Linked DNA regions of Mus musculus: all the other regions are linked to region 1. The links are chromatin contacts, called in public HiChIP or PLAC-seq and capture Hi-C maps. All regions are on one chromosome and are shown on one strand. The core of a region is the stretch at or near the end of the contact, and the rest is flanking DNA. Distances in the headings are between cores, read along the strand shown. Region 1 holds the start of Kcnq1 (potassium voltage-gated channel, subfamily Q, member 1). Region 2 holds the start of Mrgprg (MAS-related GPR, member G). Region 3 holds the start of Tnfrsf22 (tumor necrosis factor receptor superfamily, member 22).

Region 1 (3,349 bases), core at 262-2,761:
GCTTCCGGATTTCACAGCACAGTTGGAAATGTTTTCCTTAGTGACAGTTTCTTGAGGCAGGTGCTCTTCCCCCACATCCTCATCAGACCTAGGTCCTTGCATACACCAGGCACACACTCTACCTCTGGTTATAGCAATGGCCCCTCACCTTTGTTCTTTCTGCACAGCTTTCACCAAAGCCTTTGATCCACCTGTTCTCGTATCCTTCCATCACTGCGATAAACACCAGGACCAAGAGCAGCTTGGGTGAGGAAAGGGTTTATTTCAGCTTACCAATTACAGCCCATCTTCAAAGGGGGGCCAGAGAAGGACCTCAACCAGGAACCTGGAGGCAGGCCTGCTCAATATTCTACATAGCACCAACTCCCATCAAAGAACTCATTCACAACCAAGGAAGTTGAGCAGAAAACCCAGAGGAGCGCTGCTTGCTTGTTTGTTTGTTCTCAGGCTCATGCCCAGCTACCTTTCTTATATAGCTTAGGCCCACCTGCCCAGGAAACAGACACGGCCCACAGTGGGCTGTGTCTTCCCACATCAACTAAGACAATCAAGACAATCTTCCTCAGACACACCCACAGTCTAATCCAATTTAGGCAGTCCTCCTACTGATTCCCTTCTCAGATGACCCTAGGCTGTGTCAAGTTGACAACTGAAGCTAACAGGACGGTATCTGAAAGTTATTCTTGTGAGTGGTGTGAGAGGTGGGTGTGGCGGATCACAGGAGAATGGGATTTTGGAATTGTCCTGGGATGCAGGTGCCCTTCCATCCCACACAAAGGCCAGTGTAGCAAGAGCCAGCTGCACAAACCTTCTGACTATCCTCACACCACCACGGGACATAAAGCTCCTTCTGTGTCACTCTGGAGAGGTACAAACTTAAAGGGAGTGTAAACATGTAAACGCTCAGGCAGCCCCGCGGGCGGTGTCTACCTGTAAAACCCGCAATCTAGCACTTGCCTTTGACCCCACTCTTAGTGAGCACCACTCTTGGTCTGTTCCCATCTCCTCCATCCCGCTGTCTTATGGGCTGCGATTAACTACTGGGAAGAGATTTTCGCATTCTCCGCCGCCAACAGAGGCTTCTGGACACCCAAGGGTGCTCAGTGTCCGCTGGGCTAACACTTCCTCATTCTGTGCCGGAAAGTGTCCATGCGTGGCCTGGGATGCCCTTTTCTGCCTCCCGCTCCCTCTCTAGGGTAGGTTCAGATAGCGAGAAAAAGGGTGCTTGTGATTCGTGGTGGTGGTATCTGCTGGTCCCAGGTTGGAGGACCCTAGAGCCAAGCAGGCGGGCGGTCCTCGGGGTGCGGGGAAGCACGTGCGCCCAGCAGGTGCGCCCAGCCCGGAACGCGGAGATAGCCTGACTTGGCTTGGCGGAGCAGGTAACCCGCTGGCTGAGCAAGGCCGCAGGTAGGCGCGCGGTGGCGCCCAGGGGCGGGGCGTCCTGGGGGCGGGACATGCCATCCCCGGGGACCAACCCCGCCCCCGCCCCCAGGCGGAGCAGACAGCGGCCCCCCGTGGCTGGGCTGGCAGCAGTGGCTACCCGCGCTGCGCCCTGCGCTCTGCGCTGCCTTCACCTCAGCTCCGAGGAGCAGCGGGGTCAGGGGTCCTGTCTGGCCATGGACACGGCCTCGTCCCCGCCCAGTGCTGAAAGGAAGCGCGCGGGTTGGAGCCGCCTGCTAGGCGCCCGGCGGGGCAGCGCGGTGGTCAAGAAGTGTCCCTTCTCACTGGAGCTGGCCGAAGGTGGCCCTGAGGGCAGCACGGTCTATGCGCCCATCGCGCCAACCGGAGCCCCCGGGCTCGCGCCCCCCATGTCGACCCCAGTGTCGCCCGCCCCGGCCCCTGCAGACCTCGGCCCACGTCCGCGGGTGAGCCTTGACCCGCGGGTCTCCATCTACAGTGCGCGCCGCCCGCTGCTGGCGCGCACCCACATCCAGGGCCGAGTCTACAACTTCCTCGAGCGCCCCACGGGTTGGAAGTGTTTCGTGTACCACTTCACCGTGTGAGTAACCTCCCTGCACGCACGACTCTTAGGGCTGGTGCCACTATGACCCTAGGGGAGGCAAGGAAGGGCTAATCACAGAAAGCAGAAACCAGACTGAGAGTCGGTCCCTTAAACTCAGGGACTCTGCTGTGGCTTGTGGAGGGGGACACTTGCAGTACACCAACCTAGGAGATCCCCCAGGGCATTCACTTGGGATAGAGGGACAGCGCTTAGATGTTAGTCTCTACAGGAGGAGTAAGCAAGCTGGAAGCCGACCTTTTGGTGTGGGTCAGTTGTGACAAGAGAGACTCAGGAGCCTCCAGGAGTGACTGGTGTCTGTGTGCAAGCCCATCCAGGCCTTGGCTGGTGTCTGTGTCTTAGGCACTCAGAGCAACAGGATAGATTAGCAGGTGCACTGGTGTTGCCCAAGATGTCCACAGGGAGTGCCCACAGCTTCAATAACCCAGGCTGATGAAAGCAGGCTTGATGCCCTGAGCGAGCCCAGTAGACATTGTCCGAGAACAGCACCTGCTTTAGGGAACAGGAGAGGGAGCTGAGCTGCACCTGGCCCTCACTGCTACCAGGTGGCTCTTATTCTCACAGGCTGCCTGAGAGGGGCAGGGCACTTCATTTTTCAAGGGCAGGGTCACAGAAAGTCATCTCCAGGAATGGGCTGGCTGCCCTCCTTGCTGCCTCCCCTGGCCACCTCGAGGCAGCACTTCCTGGCTGCCTAGTTTCTTGGTGCCCTGCCAGCCTCTGGCTCAGGATTCTACTCAACCGACCCCGCAGCTAATTGCTTTAGATGTTCCACTAGGTGACCTCCTTGTGGCTAGTCTTGCCACCTGGGCAGGGGAGGACCTCCACTGGTTGTCCAGAGGTCTGTTTATGCCTCTGAGGCACAGCAAGAACCAGGCTCACAAAAGTGAATTCGGATGGCTGTTTGCCTTGCAAAGGGAGACGATTGCCCAGGGTATCCAGGGCAAGTCTCTGGACACCCTGTCCCCACTGGCATTCTTGGTATGTCCTTAAGGCCACCCAACCCCCTGCCTTACCTCCCAAAGTGCCAGGACCCCTGAGGCTTCATTGCTGGTCTTTCGAGGATGGAGGCACTGCATGTGTTTGCAGCAGGAGTGGGCTTTTCTCAGGGCATAAAGACCCCAAAGGGCCTTAACCTTAACCACTGTAGGAATGTCTAGCAAACATGGCTTGCTGCTTTCTATAACTTGCCTGCTGGATCCTAAGATCCCTGAGATGAAAGGTGCTGGAGAAGCCGCTACTCTGTTACCTTTTTGTGCAGGAGCCCCATTTGCCAAGGTGGGCAGCCTTCAGACACTTGCATGGAATCCTCCTGGGGATGCAGGTCATTAG
Region 2 (3,349 bases), core at 484-2,983, 660 kb after region 1:
ACCGAGGTGCCAGAGCAGCAGAGCGTTGCCCACCAGCCCTGCAAGGCTGACAGTGAGGCTGAGGAAGAAGAGCACTTTGTTGAATGTGCCCCAGATGTTGAATATGGAGAACATCCTGGCTGGCTTCCGTGGGTGCTCTGGGAGGCCCCTGCAAAGGGTGACAGTGTTCACTACGAAGCTGCTGTGCCCCGAGTGTGGAAAGCAAGAGCCTGCAGCTTCCAGAGTCCGAGTTGTCTCAAGCCCCTTCCTGGCTGCATGTGATACCAGGTTACCCCCTCACAGCTGCTTTGCTTGGAAGCAGCTCTCTCTGCCCTCATCCTGGTTAGACAACCCATCCTGAATGAGGTGTCCCCATGCAGAGGCCCACCACATTCAGACAAAGGGGCCACAGGTGGAGAGACTCCCCTTTCTTTTTAACTGTAGTACCAATGTGAGAATGCTTTCTCTAAGGCTCTGATCACACCCACCCCAGGGTCTCTGATAGTGCCTGCTCTGACCCAGGACACTCCATTCTGTGCTAGGTGAGGCTTCAGGGGACTTTCCCCACACTGTCCTTTTAGAGCGCGACATTAAAGCCCAGGGTCCTGAGGAACTGTGGCTAACTCTGAAGCTTCATGTCAGAGTCTGGGACTTTGATGATGGGTCTCAGGGCCCCAAATCTTCTTAGGGAGCAAGCAGGAGAGTTTCTGGTACCCTCATGGAGGCGAGTGTTTCAGAGCAGTACCTTTTTCCACAGAGCCCATGATGGACCTTGTCCAAGATCCAGGGTATGAGGACCCAGGCTCTGGGGACAGGGACTGCCAGGGAGGAACAGCAATAGGAAAAGATAGACCAGGGCTGGGGGGTAATGGAGTGGAGAAGAGAGATGGACAGACAGACACAGAGAGAAATAGAGAATAGAGGTAGAGATAAAGAGGAAGGGACAGACATGGGAAAACATAGTCAAAGATGGAAAGAGATGTATATTGTGTACTTTACGTATGACCCTCATTCCTGGTCTGGGCTGTGTCCCCTACCCAGAACCCTAGCTATCTCTGTACTCACTGAGACCCAGCCTCCATCAGACCCTGCTTCCTCTCACAGGGCCAAACCTTCTGCAGTGTCCTGATGAGTATCACCCACCATCTCATCACCAAGCATCCTTCCTAGCACCTGTGGGAGATGGTGATTCAACCTACCAGTTCAGCTGTCAAGGTCAGAGTACAGGTCCTCAGGACCTTGAAATTAAGGACTGAACCTTCACGCATCAGAGTGGTGACAGAGGCAAGACTCTTCCCCTCTGTGAGCCCCCAAGGGTGTAAATCCAGACATCTACTCCTGTGTGGATTCTGGCTGGTGGAGCCAAGGCTAGATCTGAAAGGGGATGCGGTAGGTGGGGTGGGGCATCTTCCTCATCCTTGTTCTCCAATGGACCTGGAGCAATGAGTTTCAAGCCTGAGCCTCAGCTTCCAAGGCTCCCTTAACTGCCTTCCCCATAAGGTCCCTTTTAGAGGACATCCTCAGAGCCACCAGCACCCCCCTGAGAGCCAGGCAGGCAAGTGATGTAGAGGGTAAGAGAAGGGGTGCTTCTTGCTTAGGGAAGCAGGTAGAGGGGCATATTAACCTTCTCACCTGATGACCGCCTGCTGACAGTGGCTGTCTCCAGCTCGCTCAGCCCACACTTGTTGTCTTGATCTCCTCCTGGCCCCTAAATCCCCTTCTGTCCTCTGAGGCTGGCTCCTGCCAGTTCCCTAGAAGTGGGGTGGGTGTGTCACCTTTTCACGGAAATCAAAGGAATGAGCTCAAACAGAGCTGTCAGTGTGGGAGGCTCCTCCTTTTCATCTGGGAGATGAAAACAGAGAGCCTTGCACGCCGCCCATTCTGGAATGGTCCCTGGCCTTAGGTGCTCGGGACCAAAGGAAGAGATGACATCTGTAAAGATGGATCAGTCAGTAAAGTTCTCGCTATGCAGGTATGAGAATTTGAGTTTGGATCCCCTGCACCTTTAATAAAAGTTGGGCATCATGGTGCATGCTTGTGACCCCAGTACTGAGAGATGGAGACCAGAGGACTCATGGGACTTGATATTCAGCTGGCTATGCCAATCACTACATTTGCTGCAAAGTCTTATCTTTAAAAAATAAGGTATTGGGCCAGTGAGAGGGCTCAGTGGGTAAAGGTTCTTGCCACACCCAAGCCTGACAACCTAAGTTCAATTCCAGGGATCCCCATAAAAGAAGAAAATTGATTCCTAAAAGTTTCCCTCTGATCTGGACACATGTGGTGGCACATTTGTGCACACACACAGATAAACTTAAAAACATATTTAAGCCAGAGGTTGTGGCCCACACCTTTAATCCCAGCACTTGGGAGGCAGAGGCAGACAGATTTCTGCAAGTCTGCACAGAGTTTCCAGGTCAACCAGGATGGTATTGTGAGATGTTGTCTCAAAACAACAACAGCATGGACTTTAAAATGTTTTTTAATGTGTAGGGTAATTAAGAAGACACACACTCAGTGCTGATCTTTAGGCAGCACATACACCTGCACAGATGTGCATGCACCTACACACATGTGCACATAAACTCACACAGCAGTTGGAAGGGAATAGGGAGAGTCCAATAGAGCTAGGACTGCACAGTGAGATATTCTGGAGACTCACTGGCAGAGGAAGGTCCTGGGGAGCTGGGCACCCAGACGTTGGGTGGATAAAGACCAAAGCATGCTCTCATGCCTGAAGGTCTCTGGTTTATCTTCAGATTCCATCAAAAGCCAGGCGCACCCTCCAAGTCATCCAGTACGCATGTGCTTTCAAGGCTCTGTGTTATGGTTAGCTAAGTAAATATGCAGGAAAACCCATCTTATGGTGACTCAGACAGCTGTGGCTCAAGATGGCTGCCATCATGTCAAGCCAGATCCATACTCTGTCCTCTGTGGGATGCACCCTTACAACACACACAAGCACTGTGCAGCCCCAAATCTCCCCAACTTTTCATTGTTCTGGTAGGCCTTTGTTGTTGTTCTTCTTCAGGGCTTTGCCCTCAAGGATTAATATAATTGTCATAGTGTGCCGGTACTGTGAGGTGATCTAGAGGAGTCCACAGCAGCTGGAGAGTCTGTGCACCACCGAAGCAGGCAGCAGGGAGACAACCAAGCACTTGGCACCTCTCCTGTGACAGTGTAGGATTGGACAGGACTTTGATATTGGTTTTCGAATGTGACACAGAATTGACGTTCTGATCTGATAAGATATGGCCTGTGGTCTGTCTCTAACAGCTGCTGTGTGAATATGACCAAAAGTACATGTGTGATTTAACACCTCAAGCCCTGGGCTAGACAGATGGCTCAGGAGCCGAAGGTCTCCCTGCTC
Region 3 (3,349 bases), core at 580-3,079, 540 kb after region 1:
TTAGGAAGGACATGACCACAGGTTAGACAGTGGATTTAGTAGGATATCTTCACAGCCTATGTCTTTAATCCCAGCAGGCAGACCTCTGAGTTCAAGGCCAATCTGGTCTACAGAGCAAATTCCAGGACAGTCAGAGCTACACAGAGAAATCCTGTCTCAAAAGACCAAAAATCTACACACATGCCCTATTTTTTAAAATTTCAATATTCTTTGAGGATAGTCTTTTTAAAAAATATTCTTGAAAGAGATGTTATCTTCAGTCTTTTATTTTTATTTTTGACTTTTACAGGACAGTGTCTCATACACAGTCTGGCTGTTCTAGAACTCACTATAAAGATCAGACTAAACCCAAATTCACAAACATGTCTACCTCGTCTCTCAATTGCTAGAATTAAGGGCGTGCACTACCCGGCCCAGCTCATCCTCAGTCTTTCTTTGGAGTACCTTCATTTTGTGGCATTATTTGAGATGATCACCATTTTTTCTTTACAACAACCTTAAAACATCAACAACAAAAACAACCTAATATTGTCTAGATTGTTTCTGGGGATTTCTGGAGGACAAAATGCACCACTTTTCAGGCGGTGCCTGGGCAGGCATGGAGCCCCAGAGCCCTAATAGGGATGGGAAGAGATTTCAGGGTCAAGGGCCATCCCATGTGAAACCTGCCTGTGAAATATGTTCGAAGTCCCTCAAAGTGCTGGGAACTTTGAAGTCACCTCTGAGTTGCATATCCTCTGGCCCCTTGCCCAGGAGATTCCCAGGGAAGCTGGATGCCCTCTGGGTCCATTTCTGTGAAAGCTGCTCACCAGCAGCTAGCAAAGAATTACTATTAACCAGCTCCTAGGTGGTTTAAAGAAATGCTGATTACATGTAAGTGGTCTCTGACTGCTCAGATACTATCTTAGAACAATCTAAGGGTTATTTTGTTGTTGTTGTTGTTGTTATAACTAAAGATCTGAATGTGTTACAAAATGGATATCCTTACAGGTTATAAAACATAAACCTTTTTCTGCCTATTTTTGGGATGAAGACTCTTATGAGAGAAAATTGACATAAAATTAAGTTGGCTGTAACTAAAATGTCATTTACAGGATCGTCTAGGTTTTTTGTTTGGTTGTTTGGTTGGTTTTGAGACTCCTTATGTAGATCAGGCTGCCCACTAACTTAGGTTTAACTGCAGTTTATGATTAAAGAGACAAGAAGCGATCTCGGGACGAACTTAGCAGAGACCCGAAAGGCCCAGGAAAGGCATAGCCAGGCCTTCCACACAGATCCTTTTGTAGTAGTTAGTACTACACCCCAAGACCAGCCGGGCCGGACCCACCCAAGGCGCACAGTCGCGCGGGCCACTGCAGTCCGCAATGGCACTTTCCGGAGTCGCCTTCCGATGGACCGCTTTCTGATGAGAAAGGGAGGAGAGGCGTGTCCACCTTGTCCCGGAGCTCAGGGACCAACCGGACACACTTTCTCTGGCTACCCGCTTGGCCATTCCCCTGCCTCTGCTTCACCTCCTCAATCCCCCAACTCTGGACCACTTAAGAGCAGACGAAGTTCTGAAGTGTTGGTTGGCGATGCCCAGGCTGATGGCACAGCCCGCCATCAGTTCACCGCCGGCAGTAGCTTTCCTCTGCAGTCCGGGGATCCGGTGCCCAGAGCGAGTCTCAGCTCCGCAGGGCCATATCTACTCACCTGCAAGGGCAGATTCAGCAGCAGCAGCAGCAGCAGCAGCAGCAGCCGCCGCCAAAGGAACCAGCGACTCAGACTGGACACCAAGCTGCAGAAGAAGCCAAACATGGCCGAGTGCAAGCACGCCGCTGCTGCTCAGCTGGGAGGAGCTGCTGTGGTGGCCACGCCTCTCCTCAGCGGATTGGTTCCTGTATGGTTGCCTTATCTCGTGGGCGGGTCCAGCGCCACCACTCTTGCCTTCCCACCACAATCAGTGCTCAGTAATATCTAGTTTTCTATAAATAACGTAATTTTAAATGCCTATGACGTTATTAACAGAATCATATTTGTTATAAACAGCAAGTTAAAGTCGAATTCTCTGCCTTCGTTTGTTTTTCATTACGGTATACTGCTCTTTATTATAAGTTAATTAAAAATTTTCCTGGACCTGAGTGGAGGGAGAGGCATGAACTATTGTTGGAATCGTTATAAAAGTCAGACTGCAGCAGACTGTAAACCTTCTCAAAAGCAACAAACAAAAAGAGGAAGATAAGCTACAACACACACTGTCTTAGCTCAACACGGAGAAGTTTGAAGTAACTCTATCCCTGTAGCGTTCCTGTGAGTGTTCACTGGTCAATGGTCTGGAGCAGCAGCTGAAGGCTTCACTGTCAGGGTCTGAGGGGCTGTGTGGGACTCGCTGACTCTGAGGACCTCAAAATATCCAGGACTGGTAGGCACTCTTCCAGTTCTGGGGTTGGGGGGTGTGTGTCGGGGGAGGAGGGCTGTATGAACATCCCTGGACTGTGAGTCCCTCACCTCTTCTTCCTTTCACTGTGTTTAGCTCCACTGTGTGTGCCAATCCAAGCTCATGGGACACAGGACATTTAAGCCAAGTCTACTAGCCTAACACAGGAAGTAGAACGCTTATTTCTCTAGGGAACTTGGGTTGGTTCATCTGTTCCACCCGGCCCCTCCAGGTATTCGAAAAAGTGGCCCACTACCAGCCCCATCCATCTCCCTTCCAAATGCCACTTCCTCTTTAAAATGAGGGAGGACTCAGAGTCCTGGATTTCAATGGCTGCCCCAAAGAAGAGGAGCGTGACTTCAGGCACCTGGTACTCTTTAAATCATCTCTTGCCTCTCTCCCTAGGGCCAGGGAGTGGAGCCTGTGCCCATCTGCCCTCACCTAGGCTGGGGAGTGGGGGCGGCCAATTCCTTGGCCAGCCTGATCCTCTTCTATTTCTTGTCTTCCCTCAGGCTGGTGTCTGCTCAGGAGTAAACCAAATCAAAACACAAACAAGTGTTTAGAAAGTTTGGTTAGTTCAACACGCTGAACTGTCCCCCACCCTTGGGAAGCAGAGGGAAAGTAGAGGAAGGGAAGAGGAGAGGAGTGTGCACTTGTGGATGCTGTTGTCCCACCAGTCTCTGAGTAGCTCGGGAGCAGGGGGAGGCTAGTGGCTTTCCTTTTCTGCATACAGTTTACAGATCTGCCTTGTCCCACACTGTAGGTGGAGGGGAGGTGAAAAGAAGAGGCCTGTCTACCCTGGGCTAGATATTTGTGCTCCAGGTCCTTCTCTGCCCTCTGCCCTTTGCTCCTTTAAAACATTTATTTTAAAATGTGTGTGTGTGCATGTGTGTGTGCGTGTGTGTGTGTGTGTGTGTGTGTGTGTGCGCGCGC

What was found. HiChIP or PLAC-seq counts read pairs in DNA pulled down with a chosen protein or histone mark. Capture Hi-C pulls out chosen DNA fragments and counts their contacts.
Region 2: a capture Hi-C map of embryonic stem cells shows a contact between it and region 1, with 4 times the contacts expected there. The contact joins the promoter of Mrgprg here to the promoter of Kcnq1 in region 1. A contact is called at or near these places in 15 of 39 promoter capture datasets (the 3T3-L1 cell line, the C10 cell line, the HPC-7 cell line and 8 more), 1 of 15 datasets of contacts at CTCF or cohesin (large pre-B cells), 4 of 484 Hi-C or Micro-C datasets (the N1E-115 cell line, the P5424 cell line, cardiomyocytes and 1 more) and 4 of 9 other capture datasets (adipose tissue, embryonic stem cells, embryonic tail and 1 more).
Region 3: an HNF4G HiChIP or PLAC-seq map of pancreatic cancer cells shows a contact between it and region 1. The contact joins the promoter of Tnfrsf22 here to the promoter of Kcnq1 in region 1. A contact is called at or near these places in 1 of 39 promoter capture datasets (hippocampal neurons) and 1 of 115 datasets of contacts at active chromatin or transcription factors (pancreatic cancer cells).

The regions. Positions count from the first base shown.
Region 1 is chr7:143,105,743-143,109,091 of GRCm38.p6, forward strand. It overlaps Kcnq1 (potassium voltage-gated channel, subfamily Q, member 1), which reads left to right and starts at 1,512. Exons shown (of 16, transcript NM_008434.2): 1 at 1,512-1,999. The coding sequence starts at 1,617.
Region 2 is chr7:143,765,260-143,768,608 of GRCm38.p6, forward strand. Mrgprg (MAS-related GPR, member G) reads right to left here and starts at 1,734. Exons shown (of 2, transcript NM_203492.2): 1 at 1,612-1,734; 2 at 1-148. The coding sequence starts at 114.
Region 3 is chr7:143,647,835-143,651,183 of GRCm38.p6, forward strand. Tnfrsf22 (tumor necrosis factor receptor superfamily, member 22) reads right to left here and starts at 1,830. Exons shown (of 6, transcript NM_001311145.1): 1 at 1,693-1,830. The coding sequence starts at 1,797.